2 separate regions of the Cricetulus griseus genome follow, and region 2 is linked to region 1. A link is a contact called in public Micro-C data. All regions are on one chromosome and are shown on one strand. The core of a region is the stretch at or near the end of the contact, and the rest is flanking DNA. Distances in the headings are between cores, read along the strand shown.

Region 1 (5,608 bases), core at 2,172-4,671:
AGGAATCATAACTGTTCGCTGGAATAAGCCCAGGACCTACCTATTTACAAAACATCTGACTTAGTTTGGTATGGGTCCTGCATAACCTCTCTTTTTCTTTTTCTTTTATTATTTTCTACAAAAGTTTTATAAACATTTATCTGTCTGTGTGTGTGTGATCACACATTTTCCCCTGTGAATTTATGAGTGCCATGTGCATACAGGTGGCTGTAGAGGCAAGAGGAGGACATCTGATTCCTCTAGAACTAGAATTATAGGCTTTTGCGGCTTGACTGATATGGGTGCTGGGAATGAAACCCAAATCCAGTACAAAAGCAGTGAGCACCTTTACCACTGAGCCATCTCTCCAGCAAGAAGAAGGAGGAAGAAGGAAGAAGGAGGAAGAAGGAAGAGGGAGAAGGAGGAGGAGGAGGAAGTGGAGGAAGAGGAAGAAGAAAGAAAGAAAGAAAGAAACAAACAAACAAACAAACAAACAAACAAACCCAGATAAAGGCCACTAAAGGCACTTCCAAAGAAAAGATAATGCACTTAATTGATGTTTTAGTTTGTGCTGCAGCTCAGTGTGGCACTGATGTGCCCAGGAAAGATCTTGTTGGCAGGGGTAGGGACCCGAGCCTTAGTGAGGAGCCAAGCCACCTGTGGCCCGAATGCTGACTTCTAGAACAGGTTATTCACAAAAACAGGAAAGAACACACTCTTACAGTGTGGTCCATGGGCCACCAATGTCTGACAACCCGGGACTTGGACCCTGTAGCTTGATGAGAAGCCTGGGGGTGGAAGTGAAGTCTTTGACATTTTGCTGCAAAATGTCAGCATAACTGGTAGAACTGGAGAAGCAGAACAAAGGTTAAAAACCTGGGGTCCTAAGCGCATTGGAGAGAGCCACTAAATTAAAGGAAGAGCAGAGTGGGAACAGGAGATGGTGGGGGAAGGGCGGGTTACCTGCTATGATCCCGTCCATCTGCTCCAGGGCCGCTGCCAACATGTCACTAGCATCACTCATCATCTTCCTATTCGTCAGGGGCAAATGCCAGCTTTAATCTGGGAAAGAACAGAAGACCATGGCGTTATCACTACAGGCTTTAAGTGACGCATGCTGGCCCATGGGTTCATTAATTCTACTTCAGACTATGACTCCAATTAGCAATCAGAGAATGTCAGAAGCAGTGTGGAGCTGAACTGACTGGATCCCTTAACCACCTTCTGTGAGGTGGGAGCACACCAGCACCCATTGAGAAGACTGAGATCTAGTTCAAAGTCCAGCAGAGAGGTGGGGACAAAGCTTGGTGACAAAGTGTTTGCCTAATGTGCAAGGCTTTGGGTTCAGTCCCCCAAACTGCAAAACATAAAGTTTGGTAGGGTGGTGTCCACAGGACTCTTCAGAGCTCTAAATCCCTGTGAAGTATTTGGTATCATGGGAGCTTGCTGAGGGCCAGGAGGGTGCAGGTGAACGTTTTTTCTATATCAGCCTCATCTAAACACTGTTCTCTTCATTTTCCATTTGTTTAGTTCATATATCAGTTTACTAAAAGGTTTATATAAGGAAAGGGCTCACTAACAGACAATTGTCTCCTGCTATCCCCAATATTTGCACAGAGCACTTTGAAGTATAGATTACTTAGCAGTATTTAACCCAATAAAAGTGCCTTGTAACTAGATGACACACTGCATTCTTTGAGGGACAAATAAAAAGAAAGCTCGTCTGCACATAATCGGTAGGAATGTGTCTTCCAAATACTCCTGATCCTAGTCAGCGGGATGTGACTGTCACACACACACACACACACACACACACACTTTATAATACGCCAATAGATACCATGTACTGAGTATACACACACACACACACACACACACACACACACACACTCACACACACTTTATAATACGCCAATAGATACCATGTACTGAGTATACACACACACACACACACACACACACACACACACACACACACACACTTTATAATACGCCAATAGATACCATGTACTGAGTATACACACACACACACACACACACACACACACACACACTCACACACACTTTATAATACGCCAATAGATACCATGTACTGAGTATACACACACACACACACACACACACACACACATATACACACACACTTTATAATACGCCAATAGATACCATGTACTGAGTATACACACACACACACACACACACACACACACACACACACACACACACACACTTTATAATACGCCAATAGATACCATGTACTGAGTATACACACTCACACACACACACACACACACACACTTTATAATACGCCAATAGATACCATGTACTGAGTACACACACACACACACACACACACACACACACACACTTTATAATACGCCAATAGATACCATGTACTGAGTACACACATACACACACACACACACACACACACACTCACTCTTTATAATACGCCAATAGATACCATGTACTGAGTATACACACACACACACACACACACACACACACACACACACACACTTTATAATACGCCAATAGATACCATGTACTGAGTATACACACTCACACACACACCCACACACACACACACTCTTTATAATACGCCAATAGATACCATGTACTGAGTACACACACACACACACACACACACACACACACACACACACACACACACACTCTTTATAATACACCAATAGATACCATGTACTGAGTATACCGAGTTGTTGTAACAGCCCCCAACTGTGTATATAAATCACCAGAAAGCCTTTGGTTTTCTGTTTCACAGTACTAGGGCTCAAACTCAGGGCTGTGTGTGCCAGGCAAACACTCTCCGATTGAGCTACAGCTCCATTAACCGTAACTTTTAATCATGACAACCACTTAGTAAAATGAGTTAACCTCTCCATTTTATACATGAGGACTTACAGTGTTTTGATATTTTTGTGGAAACAAAAGAGCAGTTTTTAAACAAACACAGCGGTTTTTAACAGAGGTCTGCGTGGCATCCACCGTACACTGCATTGGTGTTGATCCTATCTCAACAGGGAACTTATTCTCAAGTGGCATCACGATCTACCATGTCTTACCCGTCAGTTTTCTTACTGAGTCAGGGTCTCGCTATGTAGCCTTGCCTGGCCTGGAACTGGCTCTACAGACTAGCCTGGCCTCTAACTCACAGAGATCCTCCCACCCCTGCCTCCTGGGTGCTGGGATTAAAGGTGTGTGCACATGGTTTTACTGGCTAAAAGATCAAATTGCACTTGTCAAAGCACTGGCTAGCAACAGAATAGTCAATACATGGTTTGGGGTGTTTTTTGTTTTTGTTTTGTTTTGTTTTTTCATTCTTTAATGCATTTTTGGTGCCAGCACCCACATACATTCTCCTAGCAGGGCTCGATACAGCTGACGTGGTGCTCCAGATGCAGTAGTGTAGTAAACAGCTAAGAAGTAAAGGACAGCATGCCACTCAAGAGGAACCTTTGCCCTCTGTTTCCAAGCACCCAGACCTCACACTCCACGCTGTTTTCATAAACACATTTATAGGCCTGCTATTGGCTTCAGGAATCAGTTCTGCGCTATCCCCTTTTTCTAACAAAATTTCATACAATTCTGAAACACTGCTTTTTGTTTCATTACTAAATTACAATAGGAACAAATATTTATTTGGCAAAATACTTCAAAATTCTGACATTACCATATTCAGATTTATAATTTTATCTGAGAACTCTAGAATTTTACTCACTTCAGAAGATACAAAACTTCACTATCATTTTTAATGTGAAAATAATTAGCACAATAACACTCAAGTACATGCATATAGCTAGCCAAGTAGAAACCAAGGCATAAATATGCTAGATTACAAACCAAGGGGGTTAAATAATTTATTCATATGGCCAGGTGTGGTGGCACATATCTTTAATCCCAGCACACCAGAGGCAAAGGCAGGCGATCTCTGTGATCAAGGCTAGCCTGGGAACCCTGCCCCAAGATAGATAGATAGATAGATAGATAAATAGATAGATAGATAGATAGATAGATAGATAGATAGATAGATAGATAGATAGATAGATAGTTTACGCATGGCCTTGGGTGGGCACAGTCCACAGAGATGGTATACAAGTTTAACAATGACACAGGCTAGAAAACTCAAAACATTAAAACTAAGAGCAAAAGAATTAAGCAGGAGGGGTGTGTGCAAGCCCTGAGTTTCATAACTAAGTGGGCTGCATTCCTTTTCACTTTAGAAACAGAAGCAGATACACACACATACAACTGGCCATCTTTTAAACTGAAACCTCACCAAACTCTGAACCCCTTTATCCTACTCCATCTACACACACACACACACACACACACACACACACACACACACACACACACACTCATAAATGTGCACATACAATACAGAAACACACATAAGACTCAGCTATAAATGTGAGAATATCAGTACAACAAAATAATGCCCACATCAGAAAAACATGCTCATCAAAATCAATCAAAATATAAAGAAAAGAAAAAGAAAAAGATGCTCACTGAATCAGAAAACCGACTGTCTTTAAGAGCATTATATTTGTATAGACAGACATTAGTCTTTGAGAACATTATATATGTATATAATGTAACAGCTTTTTGACCTGGGGGGTGCAACTCAGTGGTAGAGTGCTGTCTAACAAGCAGGAGGCCCCGAGTTTGACTGGCAGTTGCACAAGAACAAAGCTAAGAACAGTATCTGGCCAGCAACCTGGCGGGGAGCCTGCCCGAGTGCTATGACATGGAGGGCTGAGACCACCTGGACCACAGTGGTCAGATGGTGAAGAGCCAGCTTAAATAGTTTCCATTCACTAAACCAATCCCTTTGAGATAATAAAATGTGGCAATATTAAATAAATATCCACCTGAGTTTATCCATGCTCAGTCAAAACCTGCTTCACATGGCACCACCACATAACCTAAGAAGACAATGGGGCCTAACATGTGTAACATGGTGAGGAGGATGGGTGCTGAGTCAGGGAATGTGGCCGGGTAAGAGAGCACAGAATTTGGAGGAGAGAGGGCACAGTGACAGATGACAGATGCAAAGCCAAAGGTGTCTCTAAGGAACTAGAGTGGTTACAGCAGGTGTCAAGAGCTCAGAGGACGCTTCCCAAGCACAAATTCCTACAAGCCCATGAAAAAGCAGAACGGGTGAAAGCATGTGTAGACTCTTGAAAGAACTTTTTTTAACCAATAGAACCATGAAGAGGTGCTTAATGTCACTAAGAATAATTTAAAGCAGTGTGTTATAATTTTACCCCCAGTTAATTAGCAAACAACTGTTTTAAGACTATGAAGTGCTGGGGACTCAAAGGCTCTCTTGCAGAATGGTGTTAGGGCTTCACATGGATTTCCCGCACTGAGAAATAGTTTTTCACTATCACTTTAAATGTTTACACTAGTTTTCAAAACAGTGGTATGTCCTTCAAAACATGTAACCAAGAACAATGCACAAATTCACAGAGGGAGTCCTTACAGGAACAAAGCTATGGAAACAGCCAGCATTCCTCAAAGGAGGAGGTAAACCGGTGCCTATGCACAGAATGGTGTGACTGTGATTGTGAACAGTAGTCTCACAGCAGTGTGGTCTGCACAG
Region 2 (5,383 bases), core at 1,799-4,298, 85 kb after region 1:
CTTCTGGGCTCCTTGGGCACTGCACAGTGTGGAGTGCACATATACACATGCAGGTAATAAGCTCATATACATGAAATAAAAGACAAAAGTACCATGTTTTACTATACCCCATCTGCCCTCATAAACATGAACTGAAAAAGGGAAATAGTATTTCAAAGTAAGTACGCACTGTAACTGTTATTACTCAAAAAAGTTGTTTTAAAACTTGTCAATAACTAACACACACACACACACACACACACACACACACATACATGCTAAAGATACTTACTGCTTAATTTGCATGGTTTTGGAGGTTCCGTCTTTCAGCTGCAGGATGCCGTTATCAACCAAGGCTACACAGTGCTCACCTTAGTGTCCACAAGGAACTCCACTTTTTTCTTTTCTAATAAAAGTCCACTAGAAAATGCAGTATGTTTTATATACATTCACTGAACATAAGTACCAAAATTTTGCCTAATATGATTGCTCAGCCATTAGCTATTCCTATGCTTAATTCAAAAACACAAACCAAAATTAAAAGGTTCTATTCCTGTAAAGCATATACTACTTACTCCCTTTCCAAAAGCCCTGTTCTCGCTGGGTATGACAGCGTGCGTGCGCACACGCACACCACACACACACACACACACACACACACACACACACGCACGCACGCACGCACGCACGCGCACGCACGCACGCACGCACGCACGCAACGCACGCACACACACACACACACACACACACACACACACACACCACACCACACACACACACACACACACACCACACACACACACACCACACACACACCACACACACCACACACACACACACACACACACACCACACACACACACACACACACACACACCACACACACACACACACACACACACACACACAACACACACACACACACACACACACACACACACACACACGTAAAGACAATGGGGGCAAGAGGATCAAAAGTTCAGGCTTGGAGATGGCTCAGCGGTTAAGAACACTGGCAGCTCTTCCAGGGGTCCTGAGTTCAATTCCTAGCACCCACAAGGCAGCTCACACCTGTCTGTAACTCAAGTTCCAGGGGATTGACTCCTTTACAAAGACATGTGTGTCAACACCAATGCACATAAAAAGTACAACTTAAAAAAAAAAAAAAAAGGAAGATCAAAAGTTCAAGGCCAGCCTGGGCTACATGGTGAGAGCCTGTCTCAAAGAAGACAGAGGGCAGTGGTGAGATCCTGGCCAAAAGGCTGCTCTTCTCACACCCTGTGCTGTCTCATCATCTGAAGAACCGACAGCAATACGGATACAAACCAGGCTGTTTGGAAAACACAGCAAAGGAAACACAAATGTCCTGTCCAGGTTTGGCGGTTTGGCTATAGAGACATCTTTTAAATTCCATCTTTAAAACCCTCTCTCCCCACACACACTTCCCAACTTGGGTTTTCTAAACGAAATGTAATGTTATGACTTTATTTCCCCAGCCCCTGGAAATGCCCTTTAGGTCAGAGTCTGGGATGCAGCTTTTGACTAACAATGAAGTCCACTCCTACTTCCTCCAGACCTGGCTACCAGAGACTCCTCACTGCTGAGGAACTGCTTGCTGCCCCAAAGGGGAAACTGGCTCCACTCAGAAGTCTCAGCTATGCGCTTTCTTATTCTTGCTCTAAAAGAGCCCTGAACCGCTGATAGAGCCAGGGTTAGAATCAGTGTCTTCAGAACTAATCCCACCCCCCAGAAAGTCAATCACACTCAGTGACCCGTGCACAGAAAATCTCCAAGCAAGAAAAGGGGTTTGAAACAAGAAATAAGAATCAGAACCCTACCAACAGGAAAGCAAAGACAATTGCTTTCTCTAGTTAACAGATTTTTTGACTTCCCTTTGCATTGCTCTCAATTCTTTCACTTAAACGACATGCTGTAGTGGGTAAGGGAACTGGGAAAATATAACTATTTTCTATTTATTTTCTGGGGATGGTGATTCACAAAAATATCTGTAGTGTTTTTAAATATTCTTCACTCCTATCCCCACCCACACATGCACTTCCCTGATGGTTCTGTCACAGAGTAGGAGACTGTGCTCAAGCACACATCTCTGATGGCACTCTCTCAAAGGCAGAGAAACTGAGACCCAGGGGCTGGAGTTCTGTGGTATTATATAGGGAATCCCGGGTTCCGCTGCAGTTCTCTGACTGGAATCTGTGGAATATTAGAGGGAGTCCAGGGTTCAGGGTCCCACTCCAGTTCCCTGACTGGAGTCTGGTGTGGGGAGATCCTGGGGTGTGAGGACCCACACGCACTTCCCTGATTGGAGTTCTGTGGAATCAAGAGTCTGTGGTGTGGTGGGGAGGGGAATCTGAGTTGTGAGATGGGGCGCATACTTCCCAGGCTGAGTGAGTCTGTGGTGTGGTAGGGAGCCCATGATGTAAGACTATGCACACTTCTCTGACTGGAGTTCTGTGGTATTTAATAGTCTGGGGTGTTCGAGTCCCAGCACACTGCCCTGACTGGAGTCTGTGGAGTGGAGGGGGAGCCCGGGTGTGAGCTGGGAGCACACTGCCCTGACTGGAGTCTGTGGAGTGGAGGGGGGAGTCCGGGTGTGAGCTGGGAGCACACTGCCCTGACTGGAGCCTGTGGCGTGGAGGGGAGTCCGGGTGTGAGCTGGGAGCACACTGCCCTGACTGGAGCCTGTGGCGTGGAGGGGAGTCCGGGTGTGAGCTGGGAGCACACTGCCCTGACTGGAGTTGTGTGCAGTCGGGGTGCGTGGGCCGCAGACCCAGGCGAGCCCTCCCTGTCACCCCGGGGAGCGGGGGTCCCCCGGGCGGCGAGCGCGGGTCGCAGAGGGAGCCGCCCGCGGGCTTACCTGAGGCGCAGGGCCGCCGAGCTCCACAAGTTGCCGTCCCGCCTCCCGGCGCCGGCGCGGCTGCCAGATCGCTGCTCCCGCGGCGGTCGCCCCGCGCCCTAGGCGGCGACAGGAGCCCGGGCCAGAGCACAGCGCCCGGCTGACATCACCGCCGCCCAGGTGCCGCCTCCGCCGGTCCTCCGAGGCCCGCCCGCCTGCCTGCTCGCCCGCTCGCTCGCCCGCCCGTCGCTCCGCCCCGCCCCGCCCCGTAGCCCCGCCCCCGGCTGGAGCCAGTCCCGCCCCGGCGGGAACCAGCCCCGGGGGGCGCAAGGGGCGGGGCCTCGCGCCTGCGGCGCGCTGATTGGCCCGGCGCGCCGTCACTCACTCCCAGGCGTCGCCGCCGGGGCTCCCACATTCCTGGCGGAGCCGCGCCGTGAGTGGGCGTCGGTGAGGATCGCGGGTGCCCGGACTGCGGTACCCCGGGCGCCGATCAAGAGCGGCGGGGAGCCTGGGCCGCCGCTGCCCCCGGATGGGAAGCGACGCTCACCCCGAGGGCCCCCTCCCTTTTGCGGCAAAGCCGCCGCGGACGGGGCGGACGGGAGCCCCGCGGATACAGCCGAGGCCTTGCTGGCCTCCCGCCCTGCAGCGCCGCCCCGGGAGGGGAAACGGAGGGTTTGCAGAACCTGGAGGACAGGACAGGGTCCCGGACGCCGCCTCCCTCACCTCTGCATGGTCACCTGGCGGCGCCCAACCACGTGGCTGCTTTTGCAAAATAACAAATATATAAGTAAAGTAATAAAACCTCACACACCACGAGAGCCCTCGCAAGTAAGACGGACTCTGCAGAGGGGGCGGAAATGCCACTGTTTGCTTTTTGTTTGGAGGATGGGGTCTCCACATCCCTAGGCTGATCTTGAACTCGTCAGCCTCCCGCGCGGGCCTTCCTGGGAGCCGCGCTTGCAGGCACACACTACCAACCCCAGCACTAACCCGTTTTTTAAAAGATTTATTTTTGCTGTTTGTTTTTGCTTTTTGTTGTTTTCCTCAAGAAGAGTTTCTCTTGTGTTTCTGTCCTGAAACTCCCTCTGTAGACCAAGGACAGAGATCCGTCTGCCTCTACCTTCCTGAGTGCTGGGCTGGGATTAAAGACAGGGGCCACCACACCACCAGGCTATTTTTTTTTTTAATTATATGTATGTACGTGTGTGTGCCCACGGAGGATGGAAGCACTGGCTTCCACTGGCAGTTACTGGCGTTGGAGTTAATGGACTGGCAGCTATGAAGTAAGAGCTGGGAACTGAACTGTTTCTGAAAAAAAAAAAAAAAGGAGAGAGAGAGAGAGAGATCAGAAGGGCTTAACTGTTGGGCCATCTCTGCAGCCCCTGCCCTAAACTTTCAAGTACCATAAGGTTGCTGTTGGTGCACAGCTGAAAGGGGACAGCCCTCACAACTGAGTTCAAACCACATGATAATTACTGTTGAGCCAACTGCAGTGACTGAGCTAACAATTAAGAATTAACTACTATTTACTCTCCGGTGGATAGCAGCGGTATAATAATCCTCCTGGCTGCGAAGTCAGGAAGGTTCTCAGGAACCCTTCTTTCAGGCCCTGTCCCATGTCTCTTCCCTTATCCCCCCCCCCCCCCGCCTGCCCCCCTCCCGACCCAGGACCGAATGGAATGATGAACAGTGGCTTTTATACAGAATATGTCTATAGGTGTCAAACTATAGCCATCGTCATCTAGAAGTACAATTAACTAATTTCTGTAGCTTTTTGTTGGGCTTTCGGGGTTTTTTTGGTACTCTGTACCAAAGCCTTCGCTTGCATCCCTGGCTGTACCTTCCCTACACCAAACCAAATGAGCTTCTGAAATCTTGCCTCCTCAACTACCCCTAATCTGGCTTCTGTTTTAACCCCCATCCCCACCCCGTCCAACCTTACCTATGTCCTTCATCCCTCTGTCCTGGGAACCCACCGTCCATTATAGAAACTCAGGGATGGATGGGCCGGTGTAACTGGATTGTCCCTTTTTCCAGGAAGGTCCAGGTAAGGCTTTTGTCCTCTGTCGAGACTTAGCTGGATGCCACAGTGAAAAAACAGGGCAGAGGTGGGGAGGTCTGGGAGTGGATCCTCCCCAGGTCTCTGCCAGTTCCTTGCTGTGTAACACTGGACAAGGTACTCAAATACCTATGAAACTCGAGTTACTTCCACTCCAAAGTGGGGCTGACAATGCCTATACAAAGGTTACCTACGGGGTATTTTACAGGTGTGTAAGATGAGGTTGTGCATACCCAGTTAAAAATAGTCCCTGCCGCAGGGCGGTGGTGGCGCACGCCTTTAATCCCAGCACTCGGGAGGCAGAGACAGGAGGAGATCAAGACCAGCCTGGTTTACATGAGCTAGACAGCCTCCAAAGCCACAGAGAAACCCTGCCTCGAAAAACGAAAATAAAAACAAACACGCACACACACACAAAAAGATATTCCCTGCCTTTGTTCACATTTTATACTTAGAGGTGGGGGCGGGTTGTTTTTTGAGACAGGGCCTCA

What was found. Hi-C and Micro-C count contacts between places; a contact is called where the count stands out from the background.
Region 2: a Micro-C map of the CHO-K1 cell line shows a contact between it and region 1, with 3 times the contacts expected there. The contact joins the promoter of Ppfibp1 here to the enhancer-like site in region 1. A contact is called at or near these places in 3 of 8 Hi-C or Micro-C datasets (the CHO-K1 cell line, fibroblasts and liver).

The regions. Positions count from the first base shown.
Region 1 is chr8:2,737,125-2,742,732 of CriGri-PICRH-1.0, forward strand. Ppfibp1 (liprin-beta-1) reads right to left here. Exons shown (of 29, transcript XM_027430084.2): 3 at 943-1,041. The coding sequence starts at 1,006. Among named protein-coding and RNA genes, the nearest start is that of CUNH12orf71, 22 kb to the right of the region's middle. Within about 2 kb of position 3,422, at least 1 of the 6 cell types and tissues checked has open chromatin away from gene starts, as enhancers often do.
Region 2 is chr8:2,822,702-2,828,084 of CriGri-PICRH-1.0, forward strand. It overlaps Ppfibp1 (liprin-beta-1), which reads right to left and starts at 3,049. Exons shown (of 29, transcript XM_027430084.2): 1 at 2,855-3,049.